2 separate regions of the Sus scrofa genome follow, and region 1 is linked to region 2. The links are chromatin contacts, called in public HiChIP or PLAC-seq maps. All regions are on one chromosome and are shown on one strand. Each heading gives the region's core, a stretch centred on a gene start, on an enhancer-like site or on the middle of the called end of the contact. The rest is flanking DNA. Distances are from core to core; before and after follow the strand shown.

Region 1 (5,680 bases), core at 332-2,831, 550 kb before region 2:
CATAATGCAAATTCCAGGAGAGCAAGATGTATGTCTTTTTTGTTCACAGATGTATCGTCAATGCGTAAAACAGTATTTGACATATAATGAGCTTTTTAGTAAATATTTGTTGAATAAATGAATGCAAAGTCAAGGTGATAACTTCAGGCATAATTGGATTCAGGTTCTTGGTATGGTGTTGTTCTGTTTTCCTTTTGACCACACTTGCAGCATGTGGAAGTTCCTGGGCCAGGGACTGAACCTGCACCATAACAATGACCCCAGTCACTGCAGTGACAGTGCCAGATCCTTAATCCACTGCATCACAAGGGAACTCCTTAGCATTTGCTTTCCTCTGCATTGGCTTCATTCTCAAGCAAGCTTGAAGTGTTATGGGTGATGGTATGGGAAGAGATTGCCTCTTTTTTTTTTTTAAGTCTTTTTAGGGCCACACCTGAGGCACATCGAGGTTCCCAGGCTAGAGATTGAATCAGAGCTACAGCTGCTGGCCTAAACAACAGCCACAGCAACGCCAGATCTGAACCACCTCTTCAACCTATACCACAGCTCAAGGCAACACCAGATCCTTAATCTACAGGGCAAGTCCAAGGATCGAACCTGCGTCCTCATGGATGCTAGCCAGATTTGTTTCCACTGAGTCACGATGGGAACTCCAAGAGAATGTCTCTTTCTTGATTATTCCAGTGAAAGCCTTAGAAATGAGTTTTATATTCTGGCTTAAGTCAACTGTCAATTCCTAAAACAGTCTCCAAAGGTAGAGGAAGAAAATGCTTTGATTCGCCAGGCCTGGGTCATGGGACCTCCTGGAATGGAGGTGAAGTTCAGCTCTACATGGACTGAGGACAGGCGAACGTAGTTCCCTAAAAGGAGACGGGATGTTATCGCTTGAGGAAGAGGTATGCAGGGTGGCAGAAACAACAGAAGGCCATCACATCATAAATGACGACCCTCCCAATAGACCTAGCCCAGAGCAGCATCCTTCTCCTGCCTCACCATTTTCACATTCAAGCAGATCAACGTTTGAACGTCGGTAAGGTCCTCTCCTAAATCCTTTTCACCTGTCTCAGGCAGTTAAGGTAGTCCCCATTCCTAAATGCCCGATTCAAATTCTCCCTCTTACCGTGACTCTAACAGGTGTGGTCTCTCTCCCACTTCTGAGTATCCTAGACGTTTCTACTTCTCTTGCAGTTATCTGTTCACTCGGTGCCCTGTATCTTATTTATTTGTATATATTATGAGCTATTATGGTAAAGGGCCGTTTCCCAGGGACCAACCCAACACCTCACGCCCTCAGCAACTGCGATGATTAGATACGCACCAGGGCCGCCAGGGCGCGCCAAGCGCCAGGCGCGAGGCCACCGCGGTGCTGGAGGCACTGTGATTGGCAGTTGAGGCCGTCAATCGGACTCAGGAGGGGGCGGGGCGAGGCGGGCTGCCCGGGAGGCCCGTGGGCGAGAGGCGGGGCCTGCATGAATGGGGCGCGCGGCTGCAGTCGGCGCTCGGGGGGAAGCCGGAGTCCCGGCCGGGAGTGGGTGGGAGGAAGCGAAGTAGGGGGGGAAGGGAAAGAGCGCGGGGGGCGGGGAGGGGCAGCGCCGGGGCGGCGCGCTGAGAGCGGCGAGGCGGCGGGTTTTAGCTGGAGCCGGTCGCTTCGGTGCCGCTGTCCGCTCCGGGTCTTGCCGGACCCTAAGGAGCCCCTCAGCCCCCGACCCGGCCGAGGAGTCGGGACTAGGGTAGCCGGCCCTGAGGGAGGAGCCGAGTCCGACAGGCCCAGCCCAAGACCCCCGGGCTTGGAGGTGGGGGGCTGAGGCCCCCGAGGGGGCCCCGCAGCGATGGGCAACCTGGAGAGCACCGAGGGGAGCCCGGGCGAGCCGCCCTCTGTCTCGCTGCTGCCGCCGACCGGCAAGATGCCGATGCCTGAGCCCTGTGAGCTGGAGGAGAGGTTCGCCTTGGTGCTGGTAAGAGCCGAGCCTAGTCCCTTCCCCCTCCTACCGCCCCCCCCCCCCCAGGTCCCAGCGCCTCAGGTGGGACTTTGCCCGAGTCCCTTGGTCCGGTCCACCTCTTCAGTCAGGGCCTTGGACAGACCTCGGCCCCCAGCGCCTTCCCGGGAACCTCTGAGCAGCCCCATCAGGGACCTCCCGACCGACCGCCTCAACCGCTGGACGCTTAAGAGGAGGGGTCCCCAGCCCGGGACCGCCCCGGGACCCAGACTTCTTCCTCGCCCCTCCCCCTTCTGCCGCCCTTCTCGCTCCCCCCCCCCCCCGCCCCACTTCCCTGACAGTCTCCCCAGGTCCTTAGAATTCTCACTCCTAAGCCTCTGGCTGGTGCGGGGGGAATTCAGAAGCGCAGGGCCGGCCCACTCCTCAGCCTAAGTCTGCGTTCTCTGACTGGGGAGACCACCTCTGATGTTAACATGGAGACTTTCCAGGGAGTGGGTCCTACTCCCAGCCGGGACCAGATGTTTGGGGGAGAGGGGGGTGGGTAGGGAATGGAGGGGAGCTGGCAGCTCTTGAAGAGGGTGGAATAAAGAGTGCTGCCATTCCTCTTATTTTCAGAACGGCCTGCAGGCATCCTGCAAAGTTACAGTGGGTTTGCCTAAAAGGCCTGAACATGTGGATAAGCCATTTCACTAGTGTATTTTTCCAATTGAAACAATACACGAACCATCCTGCCTCCCCCGCCTCCCCACTTTTTATGTTAAGCCCTAGCGACTGGGTTTGGTTTTTGGGGCTGTACTTTTTTTAGTCTTTCTGTAGGTTCCTAAGTGATCTGTATGGATGAGTTTTTAGAGCTGACTTTGGGATTCTTTGGTGTGGGAATTGGACATTGATGTCAGTGGCTCTGTGGACAGAGAGGATCTGAGCTGGTATCACTGAGATGGAGCCAGAGAATCTGTTGGAGCTAAAAATGAAGTTTTGGAGAAAGAAAGTGAACTAGGAGATGGAACATTTACTAACAGAGGTAAATCTTAGAGAAACTTGGGGAAAGGGTTTCCAGTTCCTCAAAGAACTCTCTAAGAGGCAGTGTTAGTACTGCAGTAATTGTTACTATGGCCTGAAGGGCCGACTTTGCCTTTGCCTGTAAGGAGGAATAAGTTGTGGACTTAGCAGCCTTATTGGATTTCATCTGCTTTGGAATGATTAGATCTGTTGGCATCAGTGAAGCTGTCTAGGGATCCTGGCCTACTCTGATGGTGCAGAGTCTGACACCAGCCCACTGGCACCATAGCCAGATCAGGGGGGGTACATGGGTTCCGAGGGGAAGCTGGTACCTCTCTGCCCATCAGCTCTCTGAAGGGCCAAAGGGATCTGGGCCACACATCCTGTGGCCCTCTGCATTTCCCCCAGCCTCCTCAGAGGGATGGGGTGAGTCAGTGATTACTAATATGCCGTGGCCATCTCAGAGGCTGAGGAGGAGAGCCTTGGACTTGGTGCCTTTGAGAACAAGAGCTCAACTGTTGGGGAAAGAGTAGGAGGGATTTTGCACTCCAGTGGGGGTGTAAAAACCTCCATGGAGTGGCATGAGGTAGCTACAGAGAATGGAGAGAAAGGGATGGTCAGAGATAGAGTGGATGGGGGCTGCCAGGCTGTTTGTCGCAAGAGCTCAGAAGCATAGTCGATCATGTCCTTATTGGAGTTTAACTGACAAGTCTGTTTAGTTGGCAGATTAATGGCTTAATATTCACAAAATGTACACGATACCCTGATTACTAGCCAGAGCGCCCAGGTCAAGCCTGGGACCAGACCACCCACTTGCAAGCCTGCCTTTCTGTATAAAGTTTTGATTTGTTTCCTCGTGGCTTTTGTTTTGGTCCTATTTCTCGGTGCCTGAGCTGTGGATGATAGGGGGCTGAAACAGGCCAGGCCAGGACGAGTTAGCTGTTTTAGGAGAGGAGGGGATTTTACCCCAGTTTTCCAACACGGAGAAAAATCATGCTTTCTTGGGGATTTGAATCCTTTCTGGGGGCTCCTAAAGATTCCTCTTTCCTCTGTTCATGAAACATGTCCTTTCCACTCTCCTTTGGGAACAGTACTGTTTCTTGGATGTTTGACCCTGGAACAGGCTCAGGTGTATTTCCTGACAGCAGGTGCTCTGTCTTAGCAATTGTCTTAACCTCTCTGAGCCTAGATTTTTCTCATCTGTACAATGGGGCTAATAATTCCCATCCTGGTGGGATTTTGAGAATTAGGTGAGCCATGTATATAAGGTGCTTGGCACCCAGTAGGTTCTTAATATAGATTAGTTTCTTTTCTTTTCTTTTCTTTTTTTTTTTGTCTTTTGTGTCTTTTTTAGGGCCCCACCTGCAGCATATGGAGGGTCCCACGCTAGAGGTCCAGTCGGAGCTGTAGCCACCAGCCTACGCCAGGGCCACTGCAACGCAGGATCCAAGCCGTGTCTTAGACCTACACCACACCTCACCGCAACGCCAGGTCCTTAACCCACTGAATGAGGCCAGGGATTGAACCTGCGTCCTCATGGATGCCAGTCAGGTTTGTTAACTGCTGAGCCACAATGGGAACTCCTAGTTTCTTTTCTTGATGGTGTAAGAGAGTCAGACAAGTTGCTCCTTTTTCACCATCTTCTTTCCCAGATTGTCAGCTTCACTATGATTGATTTGGTTTAAGAAAAAGCTGTTTATTGGTTTTGTTGAGGTGACGTACTGGTGTCCTGATTAAGCATATGGATTTTCAAGTCAAAACTAGTGCAAATATTGGCTCTTCACAGTATCCAGTTAGAAAAGTGCTTGACTTCAGGCAAGTTACTTCATTTCTTGGAGTCCCAGTTTCCTCTTATAAATGAGGATAATAATAGTATTTGCCACATGAGGTTATTGTGTGACTTTAACGAAACTAGAAGTCAAGTACTTTGCTCAGTAAATGGTAGTTTGAAAGTTTGTAGCTCTCAGCAGTGACTCAAATCTGAGATCACTTGCATTCCCAAAAAGGTATTTTAAGTTCGGAAATCTGATGAAACCAATTACCCCATTCTGTATAGCCAGCCTCAGGATATGCTGCTGCTGGAGGGCTTCCCCAGTCCCAGGGTATCTATGGAAAACCCCCCCTGTAAAGCACCCTGGCTGGGGAAGTTGTATCATTGCTGAGTCAAGACCACAGGCTCCCAGCTTTCTGGTGCAGACACATGATCTGACCCACAGCCTGTCAGCCGAGGTTGGAGAACTCGAGGTCTGAAGCCATAAGGTGATTTGTGCAGGACGTGGCTCCCAAGAGTCCTACCTAGCCGGGTGCCCTAATTCAGGGCTTTCCTTCTGGTGTGCTGGGATACAGAGCCCCTCAGCCCTGGGAGCAGCTCAGGACCAGGATCGGTCCCCTCTGGCTGTATCAGCTTCCACCATTTACCCCTTGTGTACTGTACAAATTATATTATTTTCTACGTGTGCCCTGATATTAAAAAGGTTGTGAAGTTGCTGTTATACTGTTTCCTTGGGATCCTTCCTTACCCTTTGTCTTGGCAGCAGCCCCTATTCTATTGATGACTGACAAGTTTAGGATGGGCAGTTATTGGAGCTCCCCTTTATTAATAATACCTTAGTTAATACCGTGATAAGAGCCAATCTGTGGTCTCCTAAAGCACTCCCCTGTGAGTTTTGTCCTAACTAGATTACTATCCAGCCTAAGTTGCTCAGAAGCTAGTATACTGGCTAGTACTGGCCTTTCCTTAGATA
Region 2 (5,469 bases), core at 1,662-4,161:
TGTTTATTTAGGACCCAGTTGCCTAGGTAGGTTTTGGATGTTGGCTGGGTGAGGGGAGCTGGGGACTCCTGAAGTGGAGGTGACTCTCTGGAGTGACAATGTATATATGCAAATAAACTGAGAAATCCTTTTGTAGTTGACTTCTCTGTATCTGGGGAGAGTTCAATGCCAACAGCTCCTTTTCCAAGGAGTTGATGGCTATGGCCTTTGGTAGCGAATCAGGGCAAATGTTTTCTTCCTGCCTTGTTACCATTCCTTACCTCTTCCTCACTCATTCAGGACCATAACCCTAGGATCTCCTCCTCACCTTTCCCACTTTCCTTTTCTACTCCTTTCGCCCATACAGGTAACCTGTTGGCTGCCACTCCCTCCCAAATTTGTAGACGCTCACCATCCCCTTAACTACAGAAACACCACCCTCTAGTGGCCAGCTGCCACATGCTGACCTAGCTTCCCTCCTGGGGTCTTGGCATTTGCTGGAACTCAGAGAGGATAGGGTTTGGGCTGGAGGAAGAAAGACCCTAGTTCCTAATCATGTAAGAACAGTGAAGTAGTGAAAAGGCAGGGACTAAAGTGTTGTGAAGATTTTAGCTTTCTAAAGAGAGTCGAGTAAAGTAAGAAATAATGCCCTGGGAGTTTCCTGATGGCCCAGTGGGTTCAGAACCAAGCACAGTCACTGCTGTGGCTCAGGCCACTGCTGTGCTACAGGTTTGATCCTGGCCCTGGAATTTCCAAACACCCTGGAGCATGGCCAGAAAAAAAGAAAGAAAAGAGAAAGGAAGAAAAAAATGCCCCGATGTATATCAATCCCCACTCCCCACCCTCGTCTTCAATGCCTTTCATTAAAATGGATATTCTTGGAGTGCTTTTGTGGTGCAGCAGTTAGGGATCTGGAGTTGTCACTGCCGTGGTATGGTTCGATCCCTGGCCTGGGAACTTCCACATGCCTCAGACCCATAAAAGGGATGCTCTTTGCTCCTTTCATACCTTTCAAACATTTGAAGTTGTGCTACCTTTTTTAGGTGTCAAAGGCTAAGTTTGGTCCTACCCGGCCTCTACTCCCTACCCCCCCTGGTAGCCCTTGGGCCTAATTGGCCTAATACCTTCTCCAGGGATTTATAAGGATACTTGAATGGTAGCCTTCACAGGAAGGGCATACCTTTCCTGGCAACTTGAAGAACTTGAGGTACTCTGTCAATGCACTTAGTTGGGGAAAATGGACAAAATGTAGGTGGGGTTTTTAGCTGTGACCTTGTTATTGCCTGGCTCCAGACCAGCCAGCTAGTCTTACAGTTGGGGGTGATGGTATGTCACGCTGGTTTTCAGAAGTCCTGCCAGCTGCTTTTGGAGCTCTCATCCGGAATCTAAAAAGAAATAAGGGCTGCTGGAAGGAGCATATTCCAAAGAGCAATGTCTCAGAGGTTTAGGATTCTCTTTATGGTTGTCAGGTTGTCATCACCCTCTCTCCTTACACTAAAATGACGTCCTTTTGCACATGTGACCTGGAATTCTCATTATGGGTACCTACACTTCTGCTGTTATTTCCATAAGGTCTGAGATAGAATAACACATATCTGAGGTTTTCTAGAAGTGTATCAAACAATCTCAAGGCCTGATTAGTAGTAAAGGACAGTGGTTAATGGTTGGCTTGAAACAGTTACTCTTCCACTTAGCTCTGTGACCTTGGCCAGACACTTAACCTCTCTGAGCCTCTGAACCTCTCTGTTTCTCCTTTCTGAAGTGTAGTTAAAGCTTTCTCACAGGATTGAGGTGAAAATGAAACTGAAATGACATATGAAATGCCTAGGCATAGTTCCTTATATATAATAAACCCGTAAGAAATGTTTGCTGTCATGTTATTGGACGTCTTTTTGGTGAGGGTCTGGCCTGCCTGCCTGCCTCTGGATGAAGACAGTAGGGAGAGGCATTATATTTTCAAATTTCTGTCTCTTGGTGAACCTATTCCACTATATTTGGGATAGGTGTGGGGTCTCTGCTGGACTTTTTGGCTAAGTGCAGGGCACATGTCAGTGTGTGACTAGGACAGGACACGCCTTGTCCTGATCCCTCCTATAACTCTGGTCTAGGGATGTAGGTCTCCTGCACTGCCCAATATGGAAGCCACAAGTCACATATGCCTATTCAATTTAGTTTTAAAATTAAACAAATGAAAAGTTCCTTAGTTGCACCACCTACATTTCAAAGTGCCCAATAACTACATGTGGCTAAGCCATATTAATAGTGTAGATATAGTGCATTTCTATCAATGCAGAAAGTTCTATTGGATACCACTGCAAACCCTTTCCCACAAAACCAGCCCTGCACTTGATCTGCCTGCTTTTCTCCACATTTTAACACACACTCACCCCAGGAAAAACATTGATTTGAATCATGCATGGCTCAACTTCTCACTAGATGTGATTCGTTGGGCAATTTTACCTATTTTAGCCTCAGTCTCTTCATACAGCCATAGTTCCACGTAATTCATAACGAGGGTGAAGAATGAGAAGATATAAAGTATCTAGCACATTGTTAATTTGTCTCCTCTTATCCATGCCGTGGTTACAGCTAATGCAGAGAAGTTATTCCAACCCCTTTTCATCCAGACTAATGGGGGAGGGGTGCCTGCAAGTTGAGTGTTTTGGGATCTTGTCTAGAGTAACAGTATTCTGGCCAGGTAGCAGCAAGGCTCCAAGTTACATCTCCTCTGTTTACTAAAAAAGGGGACATAGGCCCTGAAGATCCGGAGAGAAAGACTAGAGGTGCGAGTAGGAGCACCCGGGAAACTCTACATTTATGTTTTGATGGGGGAGGTGATTGTGGGGGCACTAACAGTCCTCTTTCCTCTCGAGAGGGTTTGAGAGCCAGAAGGAACGACCAGGCACTCGATCCGCTTTCCTTTGGGCCCCCGAACGTGGCAGGAACCCACCCTTTGCAGCGCCAGGCGCCGTGCCTCACTTTCTCCATTTGCGGACTCCAGTTCCCAGGATGCAGAGCAGCGGCCAATCTCCTGGCTCTTCTTCCATCCCCCTCCCGGGGAAGATTGCCCCTGGCCGAGGCAAGGGGCAGTTGGAGTCTCAGGGGCCGAAAACTCCGGGAAAACGGAATTAGAAAGTGGCCAGAGCCCTAGTTTCACTAGCCGGGCGGTAAAAGAGGCAGTTCCAGGGCCGGGGCGAAGAGGAGGGGGGCTTCATTCCCACGTGTCTGCACAGCGGCCGGCCCGGCGCGGTCGGGGTTAACCATTGGCGGAGGGATCCCTCAGCGTGTGCGTAGAACTGCAGAGTCACAGCCTTTCCTCCGAGAGGGCTGGATCCCTCCGCCGCTCCGCTCCAACACAAAATAGGGCCGCGTCTTCTCCTTTCTCCCCCTTCTCAAGTGGGGTTCCCCAGGCAAAAGGGCCCCCAGGATCTCGCGCCGGAGGCTTCCTGAATCTCCACGACCGCTGCCGGGATCTCGGGCCAGGAAATAGCCCCTTCGCAGGAACCACCCTACCGGCCGAACAGGAGGCGGAGGGGGGGAGGCGGAGCGGCGCCGCGCTGCACTACTTTCCTCTCCGGTTGCAAATGGCTGCCTCGTTCCCCACTTTCCGCTCAGTTTCCTGACCCCCCGGCGCCGGGAGCCGGGGTTGGGCCATGCACCTCTAGGCCCCCCGCGATCACAGCCAGCCGGGGGTCGAGGGGGTGCCGCCGATCAGAGCCGGCCAGGCCGGGGGCGGGGCAGCTCCCGAGGCCAGAGGGAAAGGGAGGCGAGCGCAGGGCCTGGAGCGGCCGGAGGGGAGCGGGCAGAGGGCTCGCACCGCCCGCCCCTTCCTCTTCCTCGCCCACCTACCCTCCTCCCTTCCCGGGGGGGAGAAGAAGGTGGGGTGCTCGAAGCCGCCGAGGGCGAGCGTTCGGGGTCGAGGAGCCCGGCGCTGGGTGTGTGTCAGGTTCAGCCCCGCGGCCCCGCCGGCTCCGCGTCGCCGTAGCTCGCGCGGCCCCGGGGCGCCGGCCCGAGCGGAGAGAGGGGCTCGGCGCTCCTGCGAGGGTCTCACGTTCCATCCGGGCCCGGCGCGGGCCGGCGCGGCATTCCTTCCGGGCTGCTGGGGAGGCGCCTCGACGTTCCATCTGGAGAGCCTCGACGTTCCGCCCGAGCCCGGCGCGGGCGGCCGGGGCGCTGGCCCGGCCCTAGGACTGAAAGGCCGCCGGGCGACGCGGATGCGGAGCCTGCTCGCCCAAGATCAAAGCCACCGGTGCTCTCTTTGTGTCCGCTCGGGATTCACCGCCCTGGGGCTGTCCATGGAAACCTAAACTGCTGGAACCCGAGGCAGAGAACCCCTCTTTGGCTTCTTGCTTTTTTTGGGGGGGGAAGGGTGGCCACTCCGACCTGGATTTACCGTTCTTGGCCCCCCTAAGCCCCCCCGTGCGGGGGGCGGCTGTGATCGCTCTGGCGGTTGGAGGTCGGGGAGCGGCCCGGGCTCTGGCCATGTTCTCGGATGAGGATTTCTGGATCGCCCTGTGAAGAGGTGAGTGAAGTCCGCCCGGCCAGGGCCCAGAATGGGTTGGACTGGGGGCATAGCCAGATGGACTATCTTGGCCGGAGCTGGCCTGTAGGTTGGAGAAAGGGGTGCCAGAGCTGAGGAGGGTTCCTTTGGCAGGGTCTGTCAAGGGAACCTGAGCCAGTCGCCAGGGCAGAACGGAGGCCTGGTGTCTTGGGGTGTGCCTCTTTAAAGACTGGGGGTTTGGGGAACCACGGGAGTTTGGGAACCTGGCCAGAAAGCCTCTCTGCCTGTTTATTTTTGTGTTGGGGGGAGCTCTACTAAACTAGGACCCAAGCCCTGATGCCAGCACCAATCCCAGTCAGCTGCTTCTCCTTCAGGGTTCCTTGTGGGCCTTGGGAATGGAACAACTTGGGAGCGGGGGTAGGGTGCCACTGCCAGGTCAGACTTATTGCCAGTTTGGACTTTAAGGTTGTTCTTGCCCATCCGGACACCCAGAGCAGTCTCTGGGAGACTCAGGGAACCCCAGATCCTTCACTAGGCCTTATACCCTGTGCACTGGGGAGAGTGTGTGGAAACTGACTAGTGCGATGAAGGGGGTGGCTGGGGCAAGGAGGAGGCGGGGCTGGGGGCAGCTCTGGCCTTGCTATTCAACTTTAAACTACCCCTGCCTGGCAAAGTGACCCCAGCGAGGCCTAGTGCTGTCTTAGGCTGCTTTGCCTCCCCTCCTCTCGGGATGGACATAATCTCTAGGGGATTATAGAGGAGACCGTTGAGATTTGCTCCCTGCGAATGTGGGTTGCAAAAAATGGCTTTTGTCTCCCTCTTTCTTTGGGCCTGGTGTGGGGAGCTGGTGGCCCATAAGTCCCTGGCCAGTCCTGCAGGCCCCTCCCAGACCTCTCCAACCTTTTCCCATCAGGGAGTATTAACTGGCCCTCTGATCCCGTCCCAGCCCTGCAGAAGAGAGTGGCCTGTACCTCTCTGGAAGAGAAATG

The links. HiChIP or PLAC-seq counts read pairs in DNA pulled down with a chosen protein or histone mark.
Region 1: an H3K27ac HiChIP or PLAC-seq map of alveolar macrophages shows a contact between it and region 2. The contact joins the promoter of FMNL3 here to the promoter of KMT2D in region 2. A contact is called at or near these places in 1 of 5 promoter capture datasets (fetal liver) and 1 of 2 datasets of contacts at active chromatin or transcription factors (alveolar macrophages).

The regions. Positions count from the first base shown.
Region 1 is chr5:15,641,950-15,647,629 of Sscrofa11.1, reverse strand. It overlaps FMNL3 (formin-like protein 3), which reads left to right and starts at 1,581. Exons shown (of 25, transcript XM_021091615.1): 1 at 1,581-1,955. The coding sequence starts at 1,830.
Region 2 is chr5:15,089,064-15,094,532 of Sscrofa11.1, reverse strand. It overlaps KMT2D (histone-lysine N-methyltransferase 2D), which reads left to right and starts at 2,911. Exons shown (of 56, transcript XM_021091593.1): 1 at 2,911-4,501. RHEBL1 (GTPase RhebL1) reads left to right here. Exons shown (of 7, transcript XM_021091594.1): 7 at 1-135.